2 separate regions of the Mus musculus genome follow, and region 1 is linked to region 2. Evidence: chromatin contacts called from public promoter capture Hi-C data. All regions are on one chromosome and are shown on one strand. The core of a region is the stretch at or near the end of the contact, and the rest is flanking DNA. Distances in the headings are between cores, read along the strand shown. Region 1 holds the start of Smim7 (small integral membrane protein 7). Region 2 holds the start of Gmip (Gem-interacting protein).

Region 1 (3,229 bases), core at 17-2,516, 2.8 Mb after region 2:
TGTCATTCAAACACCTAGGAGGCAGAGGCAGAGGCAGAGGGAGCAGGCATTCAAGGCTAGTCATGGCCCTCTAATACCACATCTCAACAATAAAAAGGAAAAAGAGAGGAAAGCGCAGGTTGGTGAGAGAGAACAGGCACCCTGGAATCGACTTAAAGTGTTGAAGGTAGAAAGACATGCTTACCTGTGCTGGGTTCCTTCGATTCTTCCCCAAAGCCTTGTGTGTCCTTCTTTTTCCTATAAAGAACAGCAGATAACTCCAGCTTTCCGTGAAACATAAACACCATCGGATTTCCTGACCCTGACACTCAGCTAGGAAGGGCATGAACTTCAGCTCTGCCCCCGACTTGCAGTGTGACCTGGGGCAGTGATACAACCCTCTGTGAGACACTCTCAACCAGCCTAGTCCATCACAGCTGGGTGTGCAGCCACAGACAGGATAGAGTGGGTCCAAGAGCCAGAAAGGCATTCTTGAGGGATAAGCCTGAGCATGAGGCTCTTTGGAGATGCAAGCAATCCCAGGGTGCAGATTTTTTTTTGTTTGTTTAATATTAATCTGCAAGTAAGAATGAGTGTGCCGGGCCGGGCGTGGTGGCGCACGCCTTTAATCCCAGCACTTGGGAGGCAGAGGCAGGCGGATTTCTGAGTTCGAGGCCAACCTGGTCTACAGAGTGAGTTCCAGGATAGCCAGGGCTACACAGAGAAACCCTGTCTCGAAAAACCAAAAAAAAAAAAAAAAAAAAAAAAAAGAATGAGTGTGCCATCCCGCAGCAGTTGTGTGGAGATCAAAAGGACAATCAACAGGATTTCTACCATGGGGGATCCGGGAATCGGACTCAAGTAGTCAGGCTTGGCAGCAAGCGCCTCTGCCCGCTGAGCCGTTCCCTGGTCTAGAGAGTACAGATTTAAAGATCCTGGAGTGATACAGAACTGTCAGAGCCTGGTGAAGCAGCGCGGAGGCGTGGCTAGAGGTAGGATTAGTGGGGCGTGGAGCATGCACAGGGCGGGACTGGCGGTGACCAAGGGTGTGGGCGGGGACTGGCTGTGGGAGGGCCTGGCTGTCTGGGACACCGCCTGTCGCGGCCTACTCACAGTTTAAAGTTGAGCACAGCCCCGGCGTTCATCAGTAGCGTCCTGCGGAGGGACAGTAACGGTCAGTAAGGGTCACCCCCACCCCTCTGACTGCCACTCTCCGACCTCTAACACCCCTCATTCATATTACCCGAACAGCAGTATGTCTCCGATCATCCTTACACCCAAGGCGTCCGTCAAACCGGAAACGGAAGCCGTGATGAGGGGCGGAAAGTGGAACGAGAACTGACCAATTCTGAATCAGCATTGGTTGGGTTCGACTGAGGATGTAGCATGATGTCACCTACAGGGCGGAGCTTGGGGTGCGCGCGCGCATGCTCAGTGTTACGTGCCACAGCTGGTCCCTGCTGTTGATGCCGCTCGGGGGTTGGTTGGGCTATGGATTCCGGGCTACAGAAATTGCGCCCTTGACCCTTGAGCCGCCCGTGAACGGCTTGGATATGGATATGGGCGCGGCAGATGCCTGAACTCCAAAAGGACTCCACTTGGGTCCCCACGGAGAACTGCGATCCCGGCTCAGAGTGCATAGAGTCAGGATGACCTCCTGCCTGAGTTGTACCTCCCACGGACCTCCCAGGTCTGACTCGAGTAACCCCACGGAGAATGAGAGTCCTGACCGGACAGACTTACAGAACATAAGGCCTGGATTAAGGTCTACAGAGGATGGATCTTAACTTGTGGGGCCTCCTGAAGCGGGAGGGTCCTAACTTAGTGGATCCAGTCTGGGCTGGGGTCCACAAAGAGGAGGGTTCTGACTTGTGGAGCCTTTTAGAGAGACAAAACCAAACAGAACGTGAGGGTTTGGTTGAGGTCCCCTTGTGGGAGGCGGGGTTCTGACTTTGGATCCTCAGGAATGAAACATGATATTCTTGGCTGAGATCTTCCGAGGGCGCGGGTTTTGAGGGAAATAGGGGTCCTGAATTGGTTAGTCCCATGGAAAAGGGACAGGATTCTAACTACGCAGATGTTTAAGGACAAGATTCCCTCTTGTGTGTGCTGGATGCAGGGGACAGATCGCCTTTTTGGCTCTGTTGAACGAGTTCTGACGTCCCTACGGCCCCGCATTTTGGGCTCCCGGCTGCTAGGAGTCCCCCACCACCCCTCCTCTCCCGAGGGGTGGGGGCAGGCGGGGGGCGGTGCCTGGCAGTGGGGCGGGCTCAGTGGCGAGGGAGCATTCGTCGGGCAGCGGGGCGCGGGACGCACGGGGCCGGGGAGGCGCCCTCCATCGCCATGGACCTGATGTCAGCGCTGAGCCTGGGCGAGCTAGCGCTCAGCTTCTCGCGGGTGCCGCTCTTCCCTGTTTTCGACCTCAGCTACTTCATCGTCTCCATCATCTACCTGAAGTATGAGCCAGGTGAGTCGAGGATTGTAGGAGTTACCAGGAGGGAGGTTGCCCCTAGCTTGATGATGGAGACGAAAGGAGGAGACAGGCTAGATCCTGGAGCTGGATGGGGGAGGAGGCAGAGGCTGAGATCGTGGAGTGCTCCCACGCTCGCGCAGGTGGAGGAGCGAACCCTGGGGACAGAGGCGCTGTGGAAAGGAGGCTGCAAATGAGGTGGGAGGGAAGAAAAGGAGCGCTCTTGTTTACGGTTAGGAGGACAGGTGCTGCGGGGTTGGGGTTGAGGGCGGGGGCAACGAAAAGGCCAGAGTCAGGTTAGAGCAAGGATTCCTGAACTTAATCTTGGGCAAGGGGGATTGATGGTGGCGAAGGTTCCAAATCAAGGATCGGACCTGCCTGGGCGAGGGTCAGATGTTCTGGACGTCAGCTGCCATGACCTCCCTTAACGCCCTTGAATTGACTGCCTGGTGACTATATAAGGACTGGCCATGCTGGGTGCTGCGATCAGGTTCGGGGGAAAGTGACACCCATGTCCCCTCTGTACTGCATCTTTTGGCATCTTCTTCCCTCCCTTCTCACATGCCAGCTGGGCCAGCTCGGGCCTGGGATCCTTCCCACTTATGGAGCCTAAACCGTTCCAGGACAGGGCAACTTTGGGTCAGCTTCCTTTCAAGAGTCAGAGGAGGATAGACCCTACTTCTTTGATTAAAAAAAAAAAAAGTTAATTACTTTTACTTATCTCTGTGTTGTGGGTATGTGTGGAGGTCAGAGGACAGTTTACGGGGGTCACTGGTCAAA
Region 2 (3,436 bases), core at 193-2,692:
GGCAGTGTCACTGCTGGCCATCATTGGCTTGCTCCTTGGTTCCTCACCTGACTTCAACAGCCAGTTTGGCCTTGTGGACATCCCTGTAGAGGTGAGTGGTTCTGAGCAGTGGCCCTGGCCCAGCCTGGCCCAGCTCAGCCACAGACCCAGCTCAGCCTGCTTCCTTCTTGACAGTTCAAGCTGGTCATCGGCCAGGTCCTGGCCCTGGACTTCTGCCTGGCACTCCTGGCTGACCGTGTCCTACAGTTCTTTTTGGGGACTCCGAAGCTGAGAGTGCCTTCCTGAGAAGATGGTGCTGGTATCCACTGCCTACCCTGGCTGCCACTGAACAGGAAAACCGCCGCTGCCCCAGGAGGGAGCACTGCTCCCATCTCCACAGTGAGGCAGCCCTGCCTTGCTCTTGGAAGACTGAGTTGGGACCCTTGTGGGCATCCGCTGGCCGGGCTAGTAGAAGAGTCCTGGCTAGCACCTTTGGTAAATAAATCGGCGTCTGCAATTTTATAAAGCTTGCTGCCACTTATATCTGTGCCACACAGGGCCCCCTGGGAATTGGAGGGGCCAGGTGGTCACTCAAGGGCCTAGGATTACCACAGGCCCAGAGGAGAGAGACACCCTCTGCGGGCGTTCCTGGACCTAGGACCTCAGGTTTTCTAGTGTCGTGCACATCCTCTCTCTTGTCAGGCGCACTGTCACTGGCCACCGTGGATAGCCTCCTTACATGCATGGAGGTCACAGTGCAAGGTGTTTGTGGCCTTGCCTGCCCTAAAACCACTGACTGCTTTGAAAGGGAGCCGACCACCTCAGGAGCCTCACCCACTTAGACAGTGGTTTGCACTTTTACTTGAAGATTTATTCTCTCTTCATGCTGAACCAGAAAAGAAGACATCAGATCTCATTATAGATGGTTGTGAGTCACCATGTGGTTGTTAGGGATTGAACTCAGGACCTCTGGAAAAACAGACAGTGCTCTTAACTGCTGAGCCATCTCTCCAGCCCTGGTGTGCATCATTAATCTCAGCAGGCAGAGGCAGGGGATCTCTGAGTTGGAGGCTAATCAGTCCCACACACCAAATAAACCAAGCCAGGCCACATAGTGAGACACTTGTCTCCAAAACAACAAAACAAACAAAATAAGCCTGCCCTGGAGATTTGGGGTTTATTGCAGTCCTTCATTGCAGTTCTTCACAGGAGTGCCCTGGATCTAAAAGCCTAGGCGGGGAGTTAAATCTAGTCGCTGGGTGTGGAATGTTCTGGGGCAGACATCCCCGGCTTGCTGGAAGAGTGCTACAGGGACTTAGGGTGCTACAGAAATCTACAGAAGGGACCCCTGGCTCGCTGGGGCTCCTCTACTGGGGTAAACTCTGGAAGCTAGTCAAATGCGATGGCGACTTCCGGGAGGGGCGTGGTCGTCTCGAGGCGTGGCATAGCTGGGGCGGGGCGACACCACTGGGTCGGCAGAGGCAGGAAATCGGGCTGGTCCCGGGCGGCGCGCAGCCCTGTCCCTTTCTCAGCATTGCCGCGCGTTCCCCACCCCACCCCCTGCCCCCGGGCATCGCCATGGACTCAGCGGAGACAGGTACGGGGTGGGGACCGAAGGGGGGGGGCCTCCCACCACCGCTCCTCAGTTCCTAAACCAGAAAACCCAACTTACCCCTGAGCTATCTGACAGCCGGGAAAGGAGTACTGACAGGGGAAGGAACGAGGGGATCCCCGAGCACCTTGGAGACCCCTGAAGCGCACAGTGCTCACGACGCCAGCCTTCAGCCCTCGGATTGCCCGCCAGAGCGGGCACCCCGGATGCCTGGGGGAAGGGGCCCAGGAAGGGGAAGTGGCCGCTTCTGCTTCTGATCGTAGGATGGATGGGGGCAGGGTGTCATGGCCAATATTCCTGCAGGTAGCCCCGAGGCATCAGGCTAGGGGGCGGCGGCAGAATTGTGGCTAGAACTGGGTTATGTTTCCGGCTGTCTTTGTGTATCGAGTGTCATTCAGTCCTGTCCCTCGTGGTTTCAGCGGTACTCGCGTGTGTTTATACCGCAGGCTAAGTGCCTGTGTGTCCCACGTGCTTTTCCATCTGTCTGGCCTGGGGTCCATGTGGCTCCATTGTCAAGCCAGCCCTCTACTCCAGCATTCATATGGCAGCTGCATCTGTTTCCTTCCTTTGCTTATGGGTCCTCCCATGCATGGTGTCCCTGTGGCTGTGAGCAAACGCTTCTCTGAGATTTTACCTGGATCCATCTGTGGAATCAGAAATGACCCCACCGAAGCGCTCTCTCTCTCTCTCTCTCTCTCTCTCTCTCTCTCTCTCTCTCTCTCTCTCTCTCTCTCTCTCTCTCTCTCTCTCTCTCTCTCTCTCTCTCTCTCTCTCTCTGTCCCCCTCCCTCCCCCCTCCTTCTCTCCCCTCTCCGCCCGCCCCCCTTCCCACCTCTGCTTGAGAGTGGTTGTTGAGGTACATTCGGATTGCTTTGCCACTACTAATGGGTGGAGAGAGACACTGGTTGGCTCATGTTTTCTTACACTTCCCTCCCCCAGAGCTAACCCCAGCTCCTGAGGGCAGGAAGAGATACAGTGACATCTTCCAGAGCCTGGACAACCTCGAGATATCATTGGGGAACGTGTGAGTCTGAGCCTGTGTCACCACATTGGGCAGAGCTCCCTAATTATTTGGGTATCATGCTGCCCCACATCCAGACACCCTGACTTCCAACCTCCTGAGCCTAAGACAGGAGCCCCCCCCTCCAAACAACTGGGCCCTCTGGTATTCTAGATACATAGGTATTTGGGGGTCTATCTTAAAGACAGATGATCCTGAGACACACACATGCAACTTCATGATTCCTTTAAAAATGGTAGAAGCAGCTATGAGTGTCAATTCCGTAAGCCCCTAAATTGCCTATGGCCCTTCCAACCCTTTCTCAAGTCTTACTTTTAGGAAAGAACCTCACCTGGGGATGTAGCAGGTGCATAACATTCACAAGGCCCAGGATTTAATCCTGCCTGTGCCACATTAGGGAAGGGGCAGGGGGGTGAGGTTCAATTGATAGGATGCGGCTCCGACATACACAAAGGCCTGGATTCCATCCATAGTACTGCATAAACCAACCAGGGTGTTGCTGCATGAATGTAATTCCAGCACTTAGGAAGCAGAGGCTGAGAATCAAGCCAACACTGAGTTGACGGCCTGCCAGGAGACAAGAGCCTCTGCTTCAAAACAAACTGCAGCCTGGCTCCCCTTACATTCTCAGATCACACCTTCTAAATCCCAGATAACAGCAAAGATTACCTCTTCCTTCTCCCTCAACTGTCCTAGTGCCCCAGGACTTTTCCCCAACAAAGGAGAGTTTGGACAGAAATGGCTTCCTGACACCAGTATCTTTCCCACCCTCAGAACTTTTGATCCCCTGGCTGGAGACCCTGTACGCAGAGAAGACCTGGAGCC

What was found. Capture Hi-C pulls out chosen DNA fragments and counts their contacts.
Region 1: a promoter capture Hi-C map of adipose tissue shows a contact between it and region 2, with 4 times the contacts expected there. The contact joins the promoter of Smim7 here to the promoter of Gmip in region 2. A contact is called at or near these places in 2 of 9 other capture datasets (adipose tissue and liver).

The regions. Positions count from the first base shown.
Region 1 is chr8:72,569,782-72,573,010 of GRCm38.p6, forward strand. It overlaps Smim7 (small integral membrane protein 7), which reads right to left and starts at 1,267. Exons shown (of 5, transcript NM_172396.3): 1 at 1,223-1,267; 2 at 1,093-1,134; 3 at 185-237. The coding sequence starts at 1,248. Tmem38a (transmembrane protein 38A) reads left to right here and starts at 2,042. Exons shown (of 6, transcript NM_144534.2): 1 at 2,042-2,446. The coding sequence starts at 2,323.
Region 2 is chr8:69,807,245-69,810,680 of GRCm38.p6, forward strand. It overlaps Gmip (Gem-interacting protein), which reads left to right and starts at 1,443. Exons shown (of 21, transcript NM_198101.1): 1 at 1,443-1,576; 2 at 2,530-2,614; 3 at 3,386-3,436. The coding sequence starts at 1,558. It overlaps Atp13a1 (ATPase type 13A1), which reads left to right. Exons shown (of 26, transcript NM_133224.2): 25 at 1-91; 26 at 175-505. The coding sequence ends at 285.